Regions from separate parts of the Mus musculus genome. Here region 1 is linked to region 2. A link is a contact called in public ChIA-PET data. All regions are on one chromosome and are shown on one strand. Each heading gives the region's core, a stretch centred on a gene start, on an enhancer-like site or on the middle of the called end of the contact. The rest is flanking DNA. Distances are from core to core; before and after follow the strand shown. Region 1 holds the start of Uimc1 (ubiquitin interaction motif containing 1). Region 2 overlaps Uimc1 (ubiquitin interaction motif containing 1).

Region 1 (4,494 bases), core at 448-2,947, 38 kb before region 2:
GCTCGAGGTCTTTTCGCCTCTACAATCAAGCTCTCCCAATAAATGTGTGCAGAAGGCAGCATTGGTTCTTCGCAAGACAAAAACCAGTTCAGACCAGATCGGCCTTTCTGTTCTTCATATCTGAATAAATCGGTCACACACTTAAAATAGAGACTGCTCAGAGATGGGAGTGTGCACAGCCTGATGCTGGCTCGGGTGGAGGATTTGAGATTGCAGGGTGTGTTGGAGAGGAACCCGTGTCAAGTACATACAGATAAAGGAGCGGAGCTGCCAAGTGGAATGCAGCCCCGCTTGGCTTATTACTTGGGCAGCTCGGGCCAGAGTCAAAGTTGTGGCATGTGTCGTTAGTCCTGGTTTTTGACCCCTAGCTGAGGTCCTGTTTATTCCACTTTCTATTTGTCTCCTCCTCCCATTGCTTTATCATTACCACGATGTATCCATCTATCATCTGGTCCATTAACCTATGCTTTTAGGAGTACTGTTTCCCACAAACTATGAACTACTTTTTGTAAGCTTATGAAAAGCATATGAGAGTGTTCACATTTGTTGGCTTGCTATAATTTCAGTGAGACTACCCACCACCGTCACCACCACCATCCCCTTTTTGGGAGAGGTGGGGAAACGGACCTACCAATGCCTTCTGAGTTCTGAGATAAAAGTCCTGGCTTCAGTAAGATTTTTTTTTAAGATTTATTTTTATGTATATGAGTACACTGTAGCTGTCTTCAGAAGAGGGCATCAGATCTCATTACAGATGGTTACCATGTGGTTGCTGGGAACTGAACTCAGGATCTCTGGAAGAGCAGTCAGTACTCTTAACCACTGAGCCATCTCTCCAGCCCCTTCAGTAAGATTTTTTTGTTTGTTTGTTTTGTTTTGTTTTTTGTTTTTTTGTTTTTTTTTGAGACAGGGTTTCTCTGTATAGCCCTGGCTGTCCTGGAACTCACTTTGTAGACCAGGCTGGCCTCGAACTCAGAAATCTGCCTGCCTCTGCCTCCTGAGTGCTGAGATTAAAGGCGTGCGCCACCACGCCCAGCTTAGTAAGATTTTTTTAGGCGCTATCAAACCTTGAGTTTTATTTGTTAAATTTTATTGTAGGAATATTTCATATTTTATTCACCTTTGACATTTCTGCTGTTGCCTTTTTTTTTTTTTCCTCCTCAAGGAAATGGACTTTCTGGAGCATATATTTCAAGGAAATATATGTTGTAGAAATTTCAGTATTATTATTATTATTTTAGTTTTTTTTTTTTTTTTTACTTTTTATTGGTTCTTTGTGGATTTCACATCATGCACTCCATCCCACTCATCTCCCCCTACAATCATACCCGCCCTCCACTCTTGTAATCTCTCCTTAGCAGAGAGCAAGATTCAGTATTTTTGTGTTTTAGGATGCTTAAATTCCGCTAAGACGATCAGACATTAATTAACATTATACCATCTGAGAGTTTCTAACTAGTCATGTGAACATTTAATTTGAACGTAATTTTGGATTCATGCAAATAAATTAACCAGAGGAAGCTTGATGCAGCAGAGCTTATTTCGAAGGGTGTCTAGGGACCCTATTGGCTTTCTTTGGTTTCCCCTAAACCCCTCTCTTAACAGCACTCAGGGACCCAGGAACTGTGTGAGCATACAGCGGCCCACAGGGCTCCGCGCCTGCGCGCCCCGCCCCTCGCCCCGCCCCTCCCCGCCCCTGCCGCCTCGCGCCGCCGCGCGGGCTCTCCTCTTTCTAAAGAGTTGCGGCCGCTCGCGACCCCCAGCGTTCAGGAGGCGCTGGGCGGCGCTGCCAGATCCGCGGTGAGTACGCGTCGCCTCTGCACTCCGCGGCCGTCGGGGCCGCCTGCTTCTCGCTGTCTGCCGGGCGGCTGCCGCTGCTCCCGAGGCGCGCCTCGCAGCGACTAGGCCTCTCGGCCGGGCGGAAGCCGATGCCGGCCGGGTCGCTCTCGCAGCTGCCGGGCAGCCCGGGCGCTCGCGCCCCCCGGGGTTCCCCTCCCTCTGCGGGCGGCGGTCGTCGTCCGGAGCGCCCTCTCTTGCTATCCGAGCTTCCTGGTAGCCTGGTCGCCCGCCCGGCTAACGGACCGTCCGAGGACCGCCTAGGCCCGCTGCCTGCCCCACGTTACTTTGCTTGTCTTGTGGTAGTTGGCTTCATTAGTTCTTCGGCCGCCCGAGACACCGCTACCACCCGGGTCTCTCTGTGTAGCTCTGGTTGGCTTTGAACTCACAGGGTACCCAAGATGGCTTCTATAGAACTCGCCAACCTCCTGCCTCAGTCTCCCGAGAAATATTTTCCCCTGGAAATCTATCATTTACCACTTAACGTAGCCAGTCGAGCCTAGTGCGTTTCTCTCGTGGCTGATGACAGGCGGTGTGTCAGAAACCTGTGAGACCAGAGCGTTGGTCCTCTCAGAGATGGAGTTGGGTGTGAATCTGGACCACTTCGCTCCAGGCTTCTTGCATGTAGTCATCATATGATGTACGGGCAACGCTGCGGAAAAAGTGAGCCCAATGGTTAGGGTGTTGTTGGGTTTGTAGCACAGTCAAAGAAAGTCTACTTGTGGAGCCAGACGCATGAGTGTCATTTCCCGGCATAGCCACTTGCCAACTCCTTTTTTACTAAAGTTCCTAATGTGTTAGGGCGCGTTAGGGTTCTTGAGAGAAACAACCTCAGTATTGGGTGTGAGAAACCTACAAGTTTGTCTATTGATTCAGGCAGTGATAACTTATTGCTCCGGGTGCGTTTGAAATCTTTTATTTTTGCACACTTGTGGGCACACTGGGTGTGAACACACACACGGGCACACACACACACCACCCTCCACCACTACACCGATGTTAGTGGGAATCTTCTTAAATGTCTCTCCATCTTAATTGGGGCAGGGTCTCTTGGAGTTGGTTGGTATGTCTGGCTGGCTTCCTCGGGGATCCCCCTACTCACTATCCACCTGCTGGAATTTACCCACTGAATAATCTCCCCTGAATTCTGTTGCTATATGTGTATGTATGTGTGTGTGTAAGAGAGAGAGAGAGAGAGAGAGAGAGAGAGAGAGAGAGAGAGAGAGAGAGAGATTTTATAGGTATGCATTTACTTTACTCAGTTACAGAAACAAATCACTTTTAATTGTAATCAATTGATAAAGGAGTTTATTCTATCAAGCTTTCTCACTTCTTCTTTTGTGCTGGAGATCAACTCCAAGAGCCTTGTGCATTTATAAGTTTTATTTTATGTTTTTGAGACAAAGTCTCACTATATAGTTCTGCCTGGCCTGAAAATTGCTATGTAGACCATGCTGGCTCAAACTTACAGGGATCCTCCTGCTTCTGCCTCCCAAGTGGTGGAATTCAAGGCTCTATTATTGTTATTATTATTATTATTATTATTATTACTACTACTACTACTACTACTACTATTATTACTGGTTTTTCGAGACAGGGTTTCTCTGTGTAGCCCTGGCTGTCCTGGAACTCACTCTGTAGACTAGGCTGGCCTCAAACTCAGAAATCCGCCTGCCTCTGCCTCCCAAGTGCTGGGATTAAAGGCATGTGTCACCACTGTCCAGCTGGCTATGTTTTTTTAATAAAATAAAGATAAATTTTATTTTAAATTTTAAAATAAAAAATAATTTAAAAAATTGTTAGAACCTGCACTCCTGTGTACATGTATACACAGACACACTTAAAAATATTAAAAAGCTGGGCAGTGGTGGCGCACACCTTTGGGAGGCAGAGGCAGGTGGATTTCTGAGTTCGAGGCCAGCTGGTCTACAAAGTGAGTTCCAGGACAGCCTGGGCTATACAGAGAAACCCTGTCTCGAAAAACAAAACAAAACAAAAAAAATGGGCTGGAGAGATTGCTCAGCAGTTAAGAGCATTGACTAATCTTCTGGAGGTCCTGAGTTCAAATCCCAGCAACCACAGGGTAGCTCACAACCATCCGCAGTGAGATCTGGCGCCCTCTTCTGGTGTGTCTGAAGACAGCTACAGTGTACTTACATACAATAAATAAATTTTAAAAATTAATAATAATAAAAAATAAAGTTAAAGAAGATGTCAACTATAAGTATCATAAATTACAGATTTTAGAAAAATTACTTGTATTGAAGATATAGCTGCTATTGGCATACTGTTTTTTAGTAATACAACAGGAATAGGAAATGTGTAAGTTAGAAGCCACTTCATATAGGGTATTTTCCTAGGGGTATTTTTCCTAGGGTCCTAATTAACTTCTCCAGGTTTCTCCTATGCTAATTCCTACTTTGATGTCATATGCTCGTCTAGCTTTAAAGGTTACTTCTTTGTTTTTGATGTTGTGGTGGTGCTGAATCAAACCTAGAACCTTGCACATGCAGGGTGGCTAGCTACTGAGCTCCATCTCTAGCCCTTCACCGTGTTTTATTACCCCTACCCCATATCTGCCTTCAGGTCATATCCTCCTGTGTCTTGTCCTTCTGTAGCTTACTTACTTATTTATTCATGTAGCTGCTAAGGATGGAA
Region 2 (4,227 bases), core at 1,195-3,694:
GAAAGCATCACTAAACAGAAAAGTTCAAGAGCAAAATTTAATAAATGTAGGATGGGGAATAAAAGCATAAAAATATAAGAGCATTAAAAAGTCAGTAAGATAAACTCAAGACATAAAGAGGGGGAAAGAAGGAATCATTGGGGGAAAGAGTGAAAACAAAGCTGAGCCCTGCTGGTGCAGATCTTTAATCCCAGCTCTTCCCAGGAGGCCGGCCTGCTCTAATAGAATGAGTTCACCGTAGTTAGAGCTGCACAATGAGCGCTTGTCTTTTTTTTTTTTTTTCTTTTTGATTTTTCAAGACAGGGTTTCTCTGTGTAGCCCTGGCTGTCCTGGAACTCACTCTGTAAACCAGGCTGGCCTCGAACTCAGAAATTCTCTGCCTCCCAAGTGCTGGGATCAAAGGCGTGCGCCACCACACCCAGCTTTTTTTTTTTTTTTTTAACTAAGTCTTTTTTTCTTAATCTTTTAAAGACCATTTTATTTTATCTATAGGTGTACACTGTTGCTGTCTTCAGATACCCCAGAAATGGGAATTGGATCCTATTACAGATGGTTGTGAGCCACCATGTGGTTGCTGGGATTTGAACTCAGGACCTCGGGAAGAGCAGTCAGTGTTCTTAACCGCTAAGCCTGTCTTAAGAAAAGAAACTAGGGAAAAGGTTTTCCCTAAACGGAAAAAAAAAAAAAAAAGGTAAACAAAATTAGATAAATGTTTGAAGAGAAATAACAAGTAAAAACATTTAAAAATATCTACAATATCTTCTACCCATTCCACCCCCCACACCTCCAAAAAAAAATACTTTATTAGGGTGACAGAATCAGAAGGATTTTGGTGAGTTTGAGTCCAGCCTGGTCTACATAGTGAGTTTTAGGACATCTAGGCCTACATAGAGAGATCCTATCTCAAAAAGCAAAATAAAACAAGAAAAATCCTGGATAATAGGGCTAAAGGTGCTTGTTCCCCAAGCTTGATGACCTGATCTGCTCCCCAGACGATGTGGTGGAAAGAGAGTTCTAACTTGAAAAAAATTGTCCTCTGATCTCTATGCCTTTGCATGTACACATGCACACAAGTAATACAAATGAGAAACGTAAAGTCCCTTTAAACATGTAGGGGAGAAAAGTCACACCTAAGCACAGAACAACATAACTACAGAGAGAGGGAAAGGTGAGCTGTTGCCGAAGCTTCTTTCTGGGTCCTTGAATAATGCCTGTGGAGTCAGGAGGAGGGTTGGTTGGACTGTGAACTGTTGGTGTGGCTTTCCTTTGGTTCATGTTGTTACAGAGTCTGTATTGCTATCTTCCAGAGCGCTCTTCACAACCATTTTCTTTCTTTGCATGTCAGGGTTTGTTAGATACACTTAGCTTTGCATTCTGTGGGCTGGACAGAGTTTCACATCCTCTTTAGCCTGCCTATATTGTATCTTCTTGAGTGGCTGTTTATCTAAGGAGTGCCTCCCGAGTGGGTTGGAAGTGTGGAAATCATATCAGCACTGAGATTGGTACAGGCAAAAGGCCTGCCTTGGTATTTTCAAGGCCCCCTGTATATTAATCACCCTACTGGAGAGATGCCTTTTTGTCTCTCATTACACCCCAGGTACTTGAGAGTTCTTGGGCTTAACAGTAATGAATTTAGGTAGGTGATTGTAAAGTTTGATCTGCTTACTGGCCTAAGGCTCAGAGCTATTAAACTCCAGCATAGCTCTTGTTGATGAGATCTGTTCCCGACCACTGAGCATGGATGGGTTGTCTTTCCTTAAACATGATCCAATCTAAGCCAGTCTCATGTTGCCTGTACCCTTTGGCTAGAGTCCAGCCCTGCTGCTGTCCACAACTGCTTTTAAGAGGCTTCCCTGACTAAAGATTAGTGGCAGATCATATTGAGGCATCCTATCTTGTAGATGTTCCATACCTCAGACCCCAGTGTAGTTCTGTCTTTTGTTTTTTAAATTTTTATTTATTTTTATGTGTATGGGTATTGTAGCTGCATGTAAATTTGTGTCTGGTACCCTTGGATGTCAGAAGAACACATCAGATTCCCAGACATTTGCAGCTGCCATGTGGGTGCTGAGGATTGAACCGGGTTCTTAGGAGGAACATCAGTGCTCTTAACCATTGAGCCACCTCTCCAGACTCAGTTTTTAACAATAGAATCCCCCTGACCTCCAAAATGGTGCCTGGCCATTGCATTCTAAGCCATATGGTATAACACAAATGAGATTTGTCTCTACTATAGATCTGTCTACTGGAGTAATCACTGCCTCATGGAAATCTCAAACTGGATTTGAGGCTTGTAAGGACTGGGACTTATCCTAGGGGTAGACCTGCCTTGCTTTTATCTGGCTTGCATTTTGAAGTGGCTGCTGAGTTTCTTCTGTGTGCTGAGGACCTGTGTAGCTAATGTGCTCAGCTTGATGTGTGTGTGGTGCCTTTGTTCTTGCTCTACTCCAGTATGCTTTCACTTCCTGTTAGATTTTCAAAGCTTTTCCCTCTATCTTTTTTGGCAGTCTGATTTTCCTTATTCTGATGGTCTCCTTTACTGGCTCCCACGAGGCAGCCATATTACCGTCTGCTTATGCACTTACTGTGTAATTACTATGTGCATTTCCAAATCTTCTTTCTTTTTTTTTAATGATTTCTTTATTTTTATTTTATATGCATTGGTATTTATATGCATCAGATCCCCACAAGCTGGTATTACAGATAGTTGTGAGCTGCACTACAGATAGAGTGATTACTGGAAATTGAACTCAGGTCCTTTTGAAGAGCAACCAATGCTCGTAACTGCTGAGCTATCTCTCCAGCCTTGTAAATCTTACTTCTTAAGCTTGTGTATTATTCAGGCCACAGAAATTCTGTACCACCTTTACTCAATACTCTTACCATTGTGTCTGGTTAGTCTTATCCGATACTATATTTGCATATTTCTTTCATTTTTTAAAAAAAGATTTATTATATGTAAGTACACTGTAGCTGTCTTCAGACACCCCAGAAGAGAGCATCAGATCTCATTACAGATGGTTGTGAGCCACCATGTGGTTGCTGGGATTTGAACTCAGGACCTTCAGAAGAGCAGTCAGTGCTCCTAACTGCTGAGCCATCTCTCCAGCCTACTTTTTTCATTCTTGATTAGTTGGAGTTTATCTTCCAAATCATTCTTCTTTAATAATAGAGAATGGCTAATTGGTTATTAGCTGGGTCAGGTTTCTAGCCACTTTTCCCTTTTGTCTGACAGTTGAGTTTGGAGGATTTCTCAGGAGCTGATCTTTGTATCGAGTGTCTGTCATCTCTCATATGGAGTTTAAGGCCCAGTTACCATTGCTGGAATTTAGGTAGTGGTCTTTATTAAACTTTCGGTGGATAGTATTAGGTGTCTGTCCCTATGCTGAAGAGTATGATGATAGTTTGATTCTTTTGCTGTTAAGATACTTTTGGAAATGTTCTAAACTGGAGTTGGCCTTGTGCTCTCTGTAGGCCTCTCTGTTTTATTTTGGTGAGCCTGTGCAGAGCAGATGTAGGTTTTAATAAATGATTACACACTTTGTCACCAAGAGAGAGTTGAAATCACATACAATGTGGTTTGACTTCAAATTGATTAGCCCATTTTATAAATGTCAGCAAATTGTCTTGTGATAGACTTTTTGAATAGAGTCCTAATGTTACATGCAGTGTAAACTGTGTCTAGCTTAGGTTTATAACAAATGTTCTGAAATGTTTTATTTAGAAGGAGAAATCACTTGTGGTTTCCTGTCATGGTTTAGTTATTTATCATGAGTCTCAGTGGTGGCTAGTCTCTCTTTTCTGTGGCTCTTGGTTGATGTGAGGATTTGTGTTTTTAAGTGTCTTCTTGCATACTTGATCAAACTAATCGTAAAACTCTGTGAAGCATGAGGGGGCTATTTCAGATTCTCAGATCTCTCAGCCATGTGTTCTGGTGTCAGGCAGAGATCACACTCCATGAACAAACAGGCAGGAAAAACCAGAAGGTTGGATAAGGAAGTCATTCATAATTAAGGTTTTCCCAGAAGAGATACTCAACTTGTGTGGGCAGATTTTTGCTGTAGGATAGTTTGGGATTTTATTTTATTTTTGTTGCTTGGAAAGCTGTATCTCAGGATAAAGAGAAACTTTAACTGTAACCTGAGGAGAAAGTACTGTGCTGTCAGGAGACTCTCCATGCTTTCTGCGTTTATGTGTCTCCTCCCTTCACAATGCTGTAACTGGTAG

What was found. ChIA-PET counts read pairs in DNA pulled down with a chosen protein or histone mark.
Region 1: a contact with region 2 is called in an RNA polymerase II ChIA-PET map of memory CD8 T cells, with 61 read pairs. The contact joins the promoter of Uimc1 here to the enhancer-like site in region 2. A contact is called at or near these places in 2 of 39 promoter capture datasets (the SN4741 cell line and macrophages), 1 of 15 datasets of contacts at CTCF or cohesin (CD8 T cells), 6 of 115 datasets of contacts at active chromatin or transcription factors (CD8 T cells, the SCID.adh cell line, bone marrow-derived macrophages and 2 more) and 3 of 9 other capture datasets (adipose tissue, liver and pancreatic islet).

Annotation. Positions count from the first base shown.
Region 1 is chr13:55,097,503-55,101,996 of GRCm38.p6, reverse strand. Uimc1 (ubiquitin interaction motif containing 1) reads left to right here and starts at 1,697. Exons shown (of 15, transcript NM_011307.3): 1 at 1,697-1,800.
Region 2 is chr13:55,060,673-55,064,899 of GRCm38.p6, reverse strand. The region is part of intron 7 of Uimc1 (ubiquitin interaction motif containing 1); the gene reads left to right. Among named protein-coding and RNA genes, the nearest start is that of Uimc1, 38 kb to the left of the region's middle. Within about 2 kb of position 2,444, at least 22 of the 459 cell types and tissues checked have an H3K27ac peak or open chromatin away from gene starts, as enhancers often do. A contact at or near this core is called in bone marrow-derived macrophages and memory CD8 T cells, where this site is marked.